Linked DNA regions of Rattus norvegicus: region 1 is linked to region 2. Evidence: chromatin contacts called from public Hi-C data. All regions are on one chromosome and are shown on one strand. Each heading gives the region's core, a stretch centred on a gene start, on an enhancer-like site or on the middle of the called end of the contact. The rest is flanking DNA. Distances are from core to core; before and after follow the strand shown.

Region 1 (4,704 bases), core at 334-2,833, 33 kb after region 2:
CAAGGTAGTACACCCCTTTAATCTCAGGAGACTGAAGCAAGCAGATCTCTGAGTTCAAGGCCAGCCTGGGACAAAGCAAGTCCCAGATCTAGGCCTGGAGGTACACACCTATAATCTGGACCACACCTTCTGCTGGAGAGCTATGTAAGGACACTGGAAGAAGGAAGACTCGCTCTTTTCTACCTGCTTGCACTTTCGTGCCAGCACGTCTGCTGGAACCCACTTCTACAGAAGCCCAGCTGAGACAGCTACGCTCGTGGGACTGAGTAACTACTAGATTCTTGGACCTCTTATCCACTGTTAGGTTAGTTAGACTACGATAAATTCCTTTCCTATACAGAGACATTTTATAAATTCTGTGACTCTAAAGAGCCCTAATACAACCATCTACCATCGATTTTATTTAATTAGTTACTTGCTTCTAGGCACTGTCCTGGGTTTTGGGTGAGTATTCCTTATCCCAAGACACAGACAAGAGTAATACATGTGCAAATCCAAAAATTCAAAGTCTAAAACCTTGTGAGTGCTGACATGAGTCCACAGCAGGCTTCATGTTACAGGCTACAGTCGAAATGCAGGCATGCTGAAGTTCCATATACAGCTAGGTTATTGCCATTAGGTGTGTATAATACATGTAACTTTCATGTTTATACTTGCATCCCAACACATGTAAATATCCCCCAAATCCAAAAAACATCATCCTCAGCCCAACCCTGAAAAGATGGGCCAGGCATCCCCGGGCTCCTGTGCAGCAGGAGGAGGCCGGAGCCCAGCAAGGACCCATCCGTCTCAGCAAAAGCACACAGAAGTCTCTCAGGACAGTCCTGGGGCAGGGCACTCTTCCAGTCTACTGAGCACAGTGAAGCCTGGCTTCCAGAGGAATCTAAGGCCATTCTCTAACGTGATAAAGCCATGGGGGATGGGCTACAGCCCTCACCCTCAGGAAGCAGGTCCTCACGGGTCCTCAAAGAGGCTCAGAGCCAGCTTTAGAAGAGCCACGGGATCATCCTGAGCTGACGAGAAGTCTATAGCTTACTGTTGTAAGGTAGGGTGTAGAAGACAGTATACAATTATACAGTATCGGGTACCAGGTCTGTTGATCACAGTACACCCAGTTTCTCTTAATTCCAACACAGACCTGCCCATCTGACCACTGCTACCAAGTGAGGGTAAGTAGAGACAGCCTGGCTCCAGAGCTCATGTTCCCAACCCTTGGTCATTGGTAGCTCCCTTTCAGCAGAAGTCAGTGTTCCCCCTGAATTCCACTAAGTGCAAAAAGAGCATGAACCGAAGTCAGCAGGAGCCACAAGCCCTGGAAGGACCAGGTCCTGCCTAGCTGAATGACCAGACACACTGCCTTCCTGCCAATCAGGACGATAGGATATCCCAGTGGGCCCTATCTGGCAAAGCCATATGGAGTGCCTACAGACATCATTAGGGTCGGTCTCTAAGGAAAGCAAGGACAGTGCCATGAGGCAGACCTGCCTACCAGGGAGCCATTCGGCCCATTCTAGATGCCACACAGACAGCCAACCCATGTGCCGGTCCTCAGTCCTGCAGCCCTAAGCTGGCAACTACAAACTGACAGCAGGCACAGAGGCCTCCTTCCAGAGTTGCCAAGATCCTCTTCTGGCTGCTGGTCCCTGTCACCTAACCGAGGCACCCTGCCAGGCTTCCCCGGCACACTGGTCAAACCCCAACTGTCCTTGGGCTCCTTATAGGGTCACGGACTCATGCTGAGAGAACGTGGCTGGCTTCATGCCCAGCACAGATGTCTGGTGGAAGCGACCTGGTGAGACCTGGCAAGAACTCTGCCTAGCCTTCCTCGTCAAAGAACTAATTCCTCCTGGGACTGACAGACAACCCCAACCTTCTGGACAGAAGCAGTGAGGCTGCTGGCCCAGGACCAGCCTGGCCCTCTGGTCTGCCAGTCCTTTGGAGCTGAGATTCCTCTTAGATGAGGGAAGAGTTTGGTTATGATGATCTTCCTCACTTTGGAGTCCCTCAGTCTGGTTTCTCGGGATACCCTGGAGGCTCACAGAGCACCTGTCGCTCTAGAGCTGCAGCTTCAGCTCAGGAGACCACCGGCCTATCCAGTCAGGATCCTCACCTAGCTCAAGAATGATGGCCAGCCAAAGTCCAACCCAAACTTAGAAAAACAACAGGCTGAAGGGAGTCCCTTGTTCTACCCAACATCCCCCAGCTCAAAACACCCTCTGCACTGCTGGGTTCTTACAGCCACCAACCGCAGAATGGTCCTGGTGGGCAAAGCCACCTTGCCCACTTAGTGGATGAGGTCAGCTCCTGGGTGAGGGGTTTACTGTCCCTTACCTCAGCTCTTCCAGCTCTGTTGTTACCTCTTTTTAGTGTCACAGCACAACAGACCCAGTAAGGGGAGAGAGGCGTGGAACCAACCGCAAAGCTTCCATTGTCCAGGTTGGTTTCCACCAACAGCTCGCACAGACCACTCTGTGCACAGCCATCCCAAACTACGTCAGGGAAAGGGCTCGGCAGAAATGAAGCAGAAGAAACCAAATGACAGCCCTGCCTTAGGGTCCTGAAAAGGGGCACTGCAGAGACCTAACACGGAGAAGTATCGCCCATTTCTAGAACCCAAAGCAGGGAGGGGCTCTAGCAAATGGCAAGCAGGGGCAGCCTTCTTCCCATACTTTCGATTCACTGGAGTGACTCCACCTGAAATGACCTGACCCTGGGACCAAGGGCAAGCGTCTGCTTAGTTTGGGATATGGAGAAGTGAACCCTATGTGTTACAGACAGTGAGGGACTCAAAGATGAATACACAAAGGCAGTGGAGTCTCTGTTACACCCACGGGGGGTGGGGGTGGGGTTGGGACTGTGACACCTAGCAATACAGAAGCTCAGATAGTCCCCTACCCCCTTCTGTTTCTGAGGACTGGGTTCAGTCTAATCCATCTTGAAACACCCCTGAGATTCCTAACATAGAAATCCTGCTATGCAGTTGCTCCAAAAATACAAGTTGAGAGAACAACATTAAACAAACAAGTGTGCTACAAATTCAGAATTTAGCACAGGGGGGAAAAAGATACTTTTAAGATGCTTGTCTAGAAAAGAAATAGTACTAAAAGACTGCTGGAGGGAAGATAAACTGAAGATGGCCTTTTCAGAGGCAAGCTTGATAGATTTAACAAGTTTTCAATAGCACATGGCCTGGAGTTTATTTCTGAAAATACCTACAGCCATAGGCAGAAATAAATGGACTTGGATGTTCACTGTGAACAGAATGGCAAAAAGCACTGTGCTCCAGTCACTTGATGGAGTCGTCCACAGGGGCTAATGACCCCAGACAAGATCTGGGACCAGCCAGCATGTCTGTAGAAAAGAATGCGTCTGCACATGTCAGTATGTGCAGATGCCTGTTGGAAGCACGTGAGGAAAAGCCAGAAGAATGTGTGAACTGGGCCGCTGAGGCAAAAGAGGATTGCCTCCGAGATTGACAACCGGGGTTTGAGTCCCAGGACCCAGGAAGTGGGAGAGAATCTCCTGCAGGCCGTCCTCTGACCTGCAAATGTGCACACGCGCTCTCGCTCTCGCGAGCGCTCTCTCTCTCTCTCTCTCACACACACACACACACACACACACACACACACACACACACACACACACACACACAGCCATGCACCAAACACAGATGTCCAGACACGCACACACACAAATACTTTCTAAAAATAAAAGGAATAGGTTTTTTTTTTTTTCTCTATTCTTTTTTTTGGAGCTGGGGACCGAACCCAGGGCCTTGAGCTTGCTAGGCAAGTGCTCTACCACTGAGCTAAATCCCCAACCCAGGAATAGGTTTTAAAAGAAGACACAGGGGCTGGAGAGATGGCTCAGTGGTTAAGAGCACTGACTGCTCTTCCAGAGGTTCTGAGTTCAAATCCCAGCAACCACATGGTGGCTCACAACCATCTGTAATGAGATCTGATGCCCTCTTCTGGTGTGTCTGAAGACAGTGAAAGTGTACTCACATACATAAAGTAAATAAATAAATCTTTAAAAAAAAAAGAAGACACAGATCACTGAACTGGGCAGAGAGGGAAGAGCATTCACTGTCCAAGTGTAAGGACCTGAATTAGAGCCCTCAGCACCCATGTGAAAACTGTGCGTGTAACCCTGGCATTAGGGGGCAGAGGAAGATGGACCCCAGCTTACTGACAACCCTCCCAGTCTCCAGGCTGAGTTTCAGTGACAGACCCTGTCTCCAAGGATTGAGGTAGAAGATGCCTGGGATCCTCCTCTGCTCTCTTCTTGTTACGCAGGAACGCATACACCATGCACAAAAGAGTATGCAATCATTAGCCATCCGTGTCCCAGGAGAGATGGTTTTCACTTTTCACTGTATGTTTGATTTTTTTTTTTTTTTTTAAACACCAGGCACACGCCATTCTTTGGCCCACCTTTCTCAGGGCCTCACTATGTAGTCCAACTAGCTTAGAATGTGCAATCCTCCTGCCTCAGCTTCTTGGTGCAGGAGTCTTTGCTTCTGGTCCTGCCGACACCTGCTCTTATCTATACTGAGATGGTATGATTAGTTTTTACCTTAGCCCTAGGGAAGAAGGAGAAACTGAGGTCAGGACAGGAAAAGATGTCTGGGATTGTCTGTGGGAGCGGGGATCTCCCAAATCTGCTTTCACCAGAGGACTCATTTCATCCTCAGCCACATTCTGC
Region 2 (5,213 bases), core at 2,293-4,792:
TCCTCCTCTCCTGTGTCTGTTTCAGCGAGTCTGCTTTTAGTCTTTCACACTTGTGTCCACTTTAATGAAACGTTCCCTCATGTGTCTGCCCCAGCAAAACGCCATCCAAGCGACTTTCCAAAGTCACACTGATGTTCTCAGGCCAGTAAGAGACGCTGCTGCACGGGCTGGACAGGGAAGAATGGGGACACCTCTGTTGAGCGCCATCCATGTGGCTCTCTGGGCTTGGAGAGACAGACACAACCTCAGCCTGGGCCAAAGAGGATGGACAGAATCCATCCAGGACAAAAGGACAGGTCTCTCCCAGCCCACAGTGTCCTTAGGAGACCGAGGTTCTCGACTGGGCCCGATGACCTTCCTTCCCTGAGAGGGATCTGACAATGTTTGGAGAGTTCAGGGCTTAGTATCTAGTGAGGAGCCGAGGATGATTCTCAGTGGACGGCAACACACAAAACAACTCCTTAGCCCAGAATGTTGATAATGTCAGGGGAAAGCCATACTCCTTAGTCACCAGCACAGGGGTTACAGCCAGCTGCCCTCCCAGACACTTTCAGGATGAACACATGAGCCAGCCAGCCTGCCTGCCTGCCTACCACCTGGCTCCTTGGTAAGGGCTTATGACACGACAGAGGACCTGCTAAACAGCTTGCTCCCCAGGCTTCTGGACAACTTCAAGAATCAATCATGGCCCTTATCCCTCCTGTTTTCATAACCAGATTCCAGGGACTGCACTTCACAGGAGTGGGGCATTCCTGGGCCTGGGACCTATATACATGGGAGACAAGGAGCTATAACCCAGGTCACTAGGTCAGCCAGTCCTGGATCTGAGTGAGGCCCACGCTGCCCCTCTGAGCAAAGGGCTTCTCACTACCTGTTGTAAAGGTTGACCTGAGCTCTAGAGGTCTGAGCTGGCAATGAAGGGCAGGCAGGCTCTCTTCTGGTGCAAATGCAGAGCCCAGGGCTGGGTCCCCAATATGGGCCTCACTTCCCCTGCTGGGAGGAAGCTGCCACACAACTGCTGTCCATCTGGTCTGCTGGCTCTGGTCTATATGGGCCCAGAACCAGCATGGACTCCCAAGCCTGTCTGGTCTGCTGTTCATGGACAAACTGGCAACCTCAAACCCTTGATGGCCAAATTGCTCTCTGACTCCAGCCTCCCTCATTAGGCTGGGTGCTGGCCCCAGCTCTGCTGAGTATCACTGGGCAGAGCAGGTGAGACTGGCAGTGTGTTTGTTTATTGGCCTGAGAATCACTTCCCCACATCAAGTCCTGTCTCATGGCACCAGGAACGTACACTGTTTCTACCTGGCTGGCGGTGCAGACCTGTAATTGTAGCTGTTTGGTAGGCCGAGACAGGAGCCTGCAAGCTTAAGGGCAGCCTAGGTCACAGTAAGTCACCCTAGGTAACTTCACGAGCCTGTCGGAAAGTAAAAAGTAAACAGAAGGGTATAGTTCAGGGTTGGAGCATCTGCTTAGCATGCCTGAGGCCCAAGGTTCAGCGGGAGGCATCCTAGTATACAAAGATGAAAATTAACTCACACTGCTGTGTGAGGGATCCACCTGAGAAGGAGGGAAAGTAGGGAAATCCTAGAACCCCACCATTTGGGAGGCAGAGACAGGAGGATCAAGAGTTCGAGGCTAGCTTGGCTACTCAGTTGAGTTTAAGGCCAACCCAGGCCACCTGAGATCCTGTTTCTAAAAGCCAAATTAATGAGTTAATTAATGCAGTTATCAGTAAACGTGGCCTGTACCAGGTCCTGAGCGCTCGCTGGGAGTTATTACTGTACTCAGAGCTTCTGGGACAGAAGGCACCACTGAAGAGATGATGAAGAGAGTGGCAGAGAGATGCGGAAGGTGGTAGGGGCCGAATCCCTCTACTAAACCTGTGATCTGTCCAGGCCATCCGTGGGAAAGACCTGTGACTTATGACCTGTGACCTGTGACCTATCCCTATGAGATCAAGTAACAGGAGGGTAGGAGAGGAAGCAGCCATTTTCCCACTCTGTCTGCAGTCTGGGTTAGGTTAGGTTCAACAGTCCTCAACACCACCAGGAGATGGTTTTCTCCTCTCTGGAATTTCAAAGGCACATAGTGGCCTGTCAACAGGTCAGACACAGGAACGACAGTGATTCCCAGTGGGGAAAATGCCCCTCTGTCTTCAGGAACCAGGCAGCAGTTCCTGAGCCCAGTGTTGAGAGCTGAGAGTCCTGGCCTGCTACAGTTTCCTACAATGGGAACAGGGGACCAGATGACTATGGAGGGGGTCCTGCATATGCAAATTAGAAGCCTGATCAAACACACAACAGGTGCCCAGAGCCCCAGGGCCTTTCTTAGGGTGGCCCTGAAGACACTTCCCAGGCTTGCAGCTCCCTGGGCCTCCGGGGAACCAGGATCTGCCTTCAGTGTGTTTTTCGGCTCTGCAATGGTAAAGTCTTTCCCCACTCTGGGCCGAAATATTCCTACTACACCTATCTGGGGGCAGCTCCAGGCTCTGGTTCTAGCAGACCTTGGGCATTCTACCTGCCCTGGGAAGGAAGCACAGGAGGCGACCCCTCTCCAGATATCCTTATGGGGCACAATGGCTTCCCCCTCACAGTAGTCACTCCATGTTTACAACCCAGTTGGCCTGACTGGTGTCCCTGGTGGGTTTGCCTAGCTAGGCCACTGGTCCTGACATCTGCGCATAAACTCCATCATTAATGGTGGGTGCCTGTGACCTCCTGAGGGTACCTCTCTCCTCCTAGTCTCAAAGGAATTCTACTGACCCCCCACAACCATTAGGCGCAGAAAGCTCTCGCCTCCCAGCCCAAACCAAAGCACACACGCTCAAGACTGCTAACAAGCAAAAGCCACAGCTTATCCCACACTCAAAAGATTGACAAACTATTCCAGAAGGCCACGGTCACTTCTCAGTTGTCTCGGCTCTGGAGGGCAAAATCGCTCATGTTGGACATTCATTCCGGCAGCTGCCTGACAGCCTCTTTCCACAAGGTAGGGAATTTCCTCAAAATTAAATCTCTAGCTCTCTGCTCCCTAATGAAATTGATTTCTGCCTTGATACACAACAAAGCCTCCATTTTATTATTTGGCCAGGGTCTGGCCACATTAATTATGTTTTTCTTTTCCAGCATGGCTGCAAGTAATTAGCTACAGTTGCTCACCGTCAGAACTGACTGGCTGCCTGTTAGAACTCCAGTCCCACAAAGAGTCAAGCCTGGGTGGTGTTTGCGTTTGGAGCCATTCAGGACAGAAAAGATTACCTCCCCAGCCTGGAACTCGGAACTCGGAAGGGGCATGCTGCTCTGTGGAGGCAGAAGACGCTGGAAGCCCAGGTCACAGTCTAGGTCTGAGTGTCAGTCAGAACTCAGGCAGCATCAAGCCCGTAATCATGGTCACTGGCACCATTCCACCTCCCTCAGAGGACACCGTTCACAGCCTGTTCGAGTTGGTTCCCAACTCCAGTGACCAAGCACTGCACAGGCTCCAAGGTACACGGCAGGCACATCACTTCATGGAAGGCTATGTCTAGCACATTGCTTGGTCTTTGGCAAGCCGAGCTGTGGTGACAGTGCAAAGGCTGCAGGGCTATGAGTGCCAGAGGCCAGCACTGGCCAGTGAATAACCTGACTTTCCTGAGCTGATGACCTTGAAAGGCAAAGTGGGTGTGATGGGGGGGAATGGCTCTCACTGGGCGGGAGCATCGACTTCCCCATTTTCTCCTTTCAAATCTGTTATGGTTTGAGTCTGAAATCTGTTTCTCCCACAGGCACATGTTTTGAACACTTGTTCCCCAGCTGTGTTGGGATGCCATGAAAACCGTGTGTGTGTGTGTGTGTGTGTGTGTGTGGTGTGTATGTGTGGTGTGTGTGTGTGTGTGTGGTGTGTGTGTGTGTGTGTGGTGTGTGTGTGTGTGTGTGTGTGTGTGTGTGTGTGTGGTGTACGTGTATGCTGAGCTGGAGAGGTATGTCGCTGGGAGTCAGTATTTGAAGCAGGCACCTGCCTCAGATCTGCCTGGCTCTGTTTCCTCACCCTCAGTGGTGTGAGCAGCGTCCACCACACTCTCCAGCCAACACACACTGAGCTGCTCTGCTCTCTATGCCAGGACTGAAACCACGGAGACAAAATAAGCCACCCGTTCCTGCAGCTGTTTCTTTCTGACGCTGTGGTCATAGCGACAGGAAGGCTGACACAAGCTCTGTATAACCCACAAGGCCCTGTCCACACGCTATCACCTGCAGGAAGCCCCCTAACGCCCCCACCAGAATCCCTCTCTTCTGCCTGCTTGTTTGTACCCCCTATCCTAAGCATCTGGGCTGAGAACGTGGCATGAACCCCACACTTGGAGGCCATCAGCCACATGCGGATTTTCAAAAGGAAAACTCGCAAAAGGGGTGGGGAAAAATACTCTATTAAAAGGATTTTTAATAAGTCAGCTTTGCCAAACCCATCTGACTCTGAGTCCTCTTGGGTGAAGTCATCTTAGAAAGCAACGGGGGGGGGGGGGAAGCTTGATTACAAGTGGCAAATGTTTTTTCGGGGCGGGACTGCCCACTGGGGGACCGACCTGGACATGAACAGGTTTGAGGGGAAGTGCCAGATGTGCACACATGCCAGGGACCCCACCTCACTTACACCCACACAAAGGCAAACGCAGCTTTTACAGCTCTGAGCTATGGCAGCAAAGATGAGGGCTGTAAAACCCGACGTGTGATTTTATAAATCTGCCTCAAATACCCAGAACATTTATCAGGAGAGCAGGAGAAGGAAACAGTGCTGGTGAGGCTCAGAAGGGTCATAACCTTGCAGAATCGGGAGGTGGGACAAGACGATGACAAGCTGCTGGCAGAGTCTGTGTGTCGCCTCCTGACTCTGCTCTCACTGACAGGGGCCCAGGGAACAGTTAAGCGCTGCCTATAACCTGGGGTCTTACAGTACGCAACTGTGGCTTTGAGATCCACCAGATGCCTCGAGTTAAGGCAGATGGGGTTTGTTGTGGGAGACCTGAATTGTTTACCACGGTCTAAGAGAAACAAACCCCTCCACCACACACCCCTCGCGGAGGTCAGAACCCAGGCTGCCGTGAACCCATGCATCTGTGTGGCATCTCCATGTGCACAAAGGTGGGAAGCCACTGGGGGCAGAGGGGTGCCTGACCCAGGGCTCTTCCTTCTCATGCAGACACGCTCTGCAGCTGTCCTCATGGATAGCATCCC

Evidence for each region. Hi-C and Micro-C count contacts between places; a contact is called where the count stands out from the background.
Region 1: a contact with region 2 is called in a Hi-C map of hepatocytes, with 2.1 times the contacts expected there. The contact joins two enhancer-like sites. A contact is called at or near these places in 4 of 12 Hi-C or Micro-C datasets (hepatocytes, kidney, mammary epithelial cells and 1 more).

What each region holds. Positions count from the first base shown.
Region 1 is chr5:64,516,103-64,520,806 of GRCr8, forward strand. All of the region lies in intron 2 of Shb (SH2 domain containing adaptor protein B), which reads right to left. Among named protein-coding and RNA genes, the nearest start is that of Slc25a51, 59 kb to the left of the region's middle. Within about 2 kb of position 1,584, at least 12 of the 93 cell types and tissues checked have an H3K27ac peak or open chromatin away from gene starts, as enhancers often do. A contact at or near this core is called in hepatocytes, where this site is marked.
Region 2 is chr5:64,481,224-64,486,436 of GRCr8, forward strand. All of the region lies in intron 5 of Shb (SH2 domain containing adaptor protein B), which reads right to left. Among named protein-coding and RNA genes, the nearest start is that of Slc25a51, 25 kb to the left of the region's middle. Within about 2 kb of position 3,543, at least 10 of the 93 cell types and tissues checked have an H3K27ac peak or open chromatin away from gene starts, as enhancers often do. A contact at or near this core is called in hepatocytes, where this site is marked.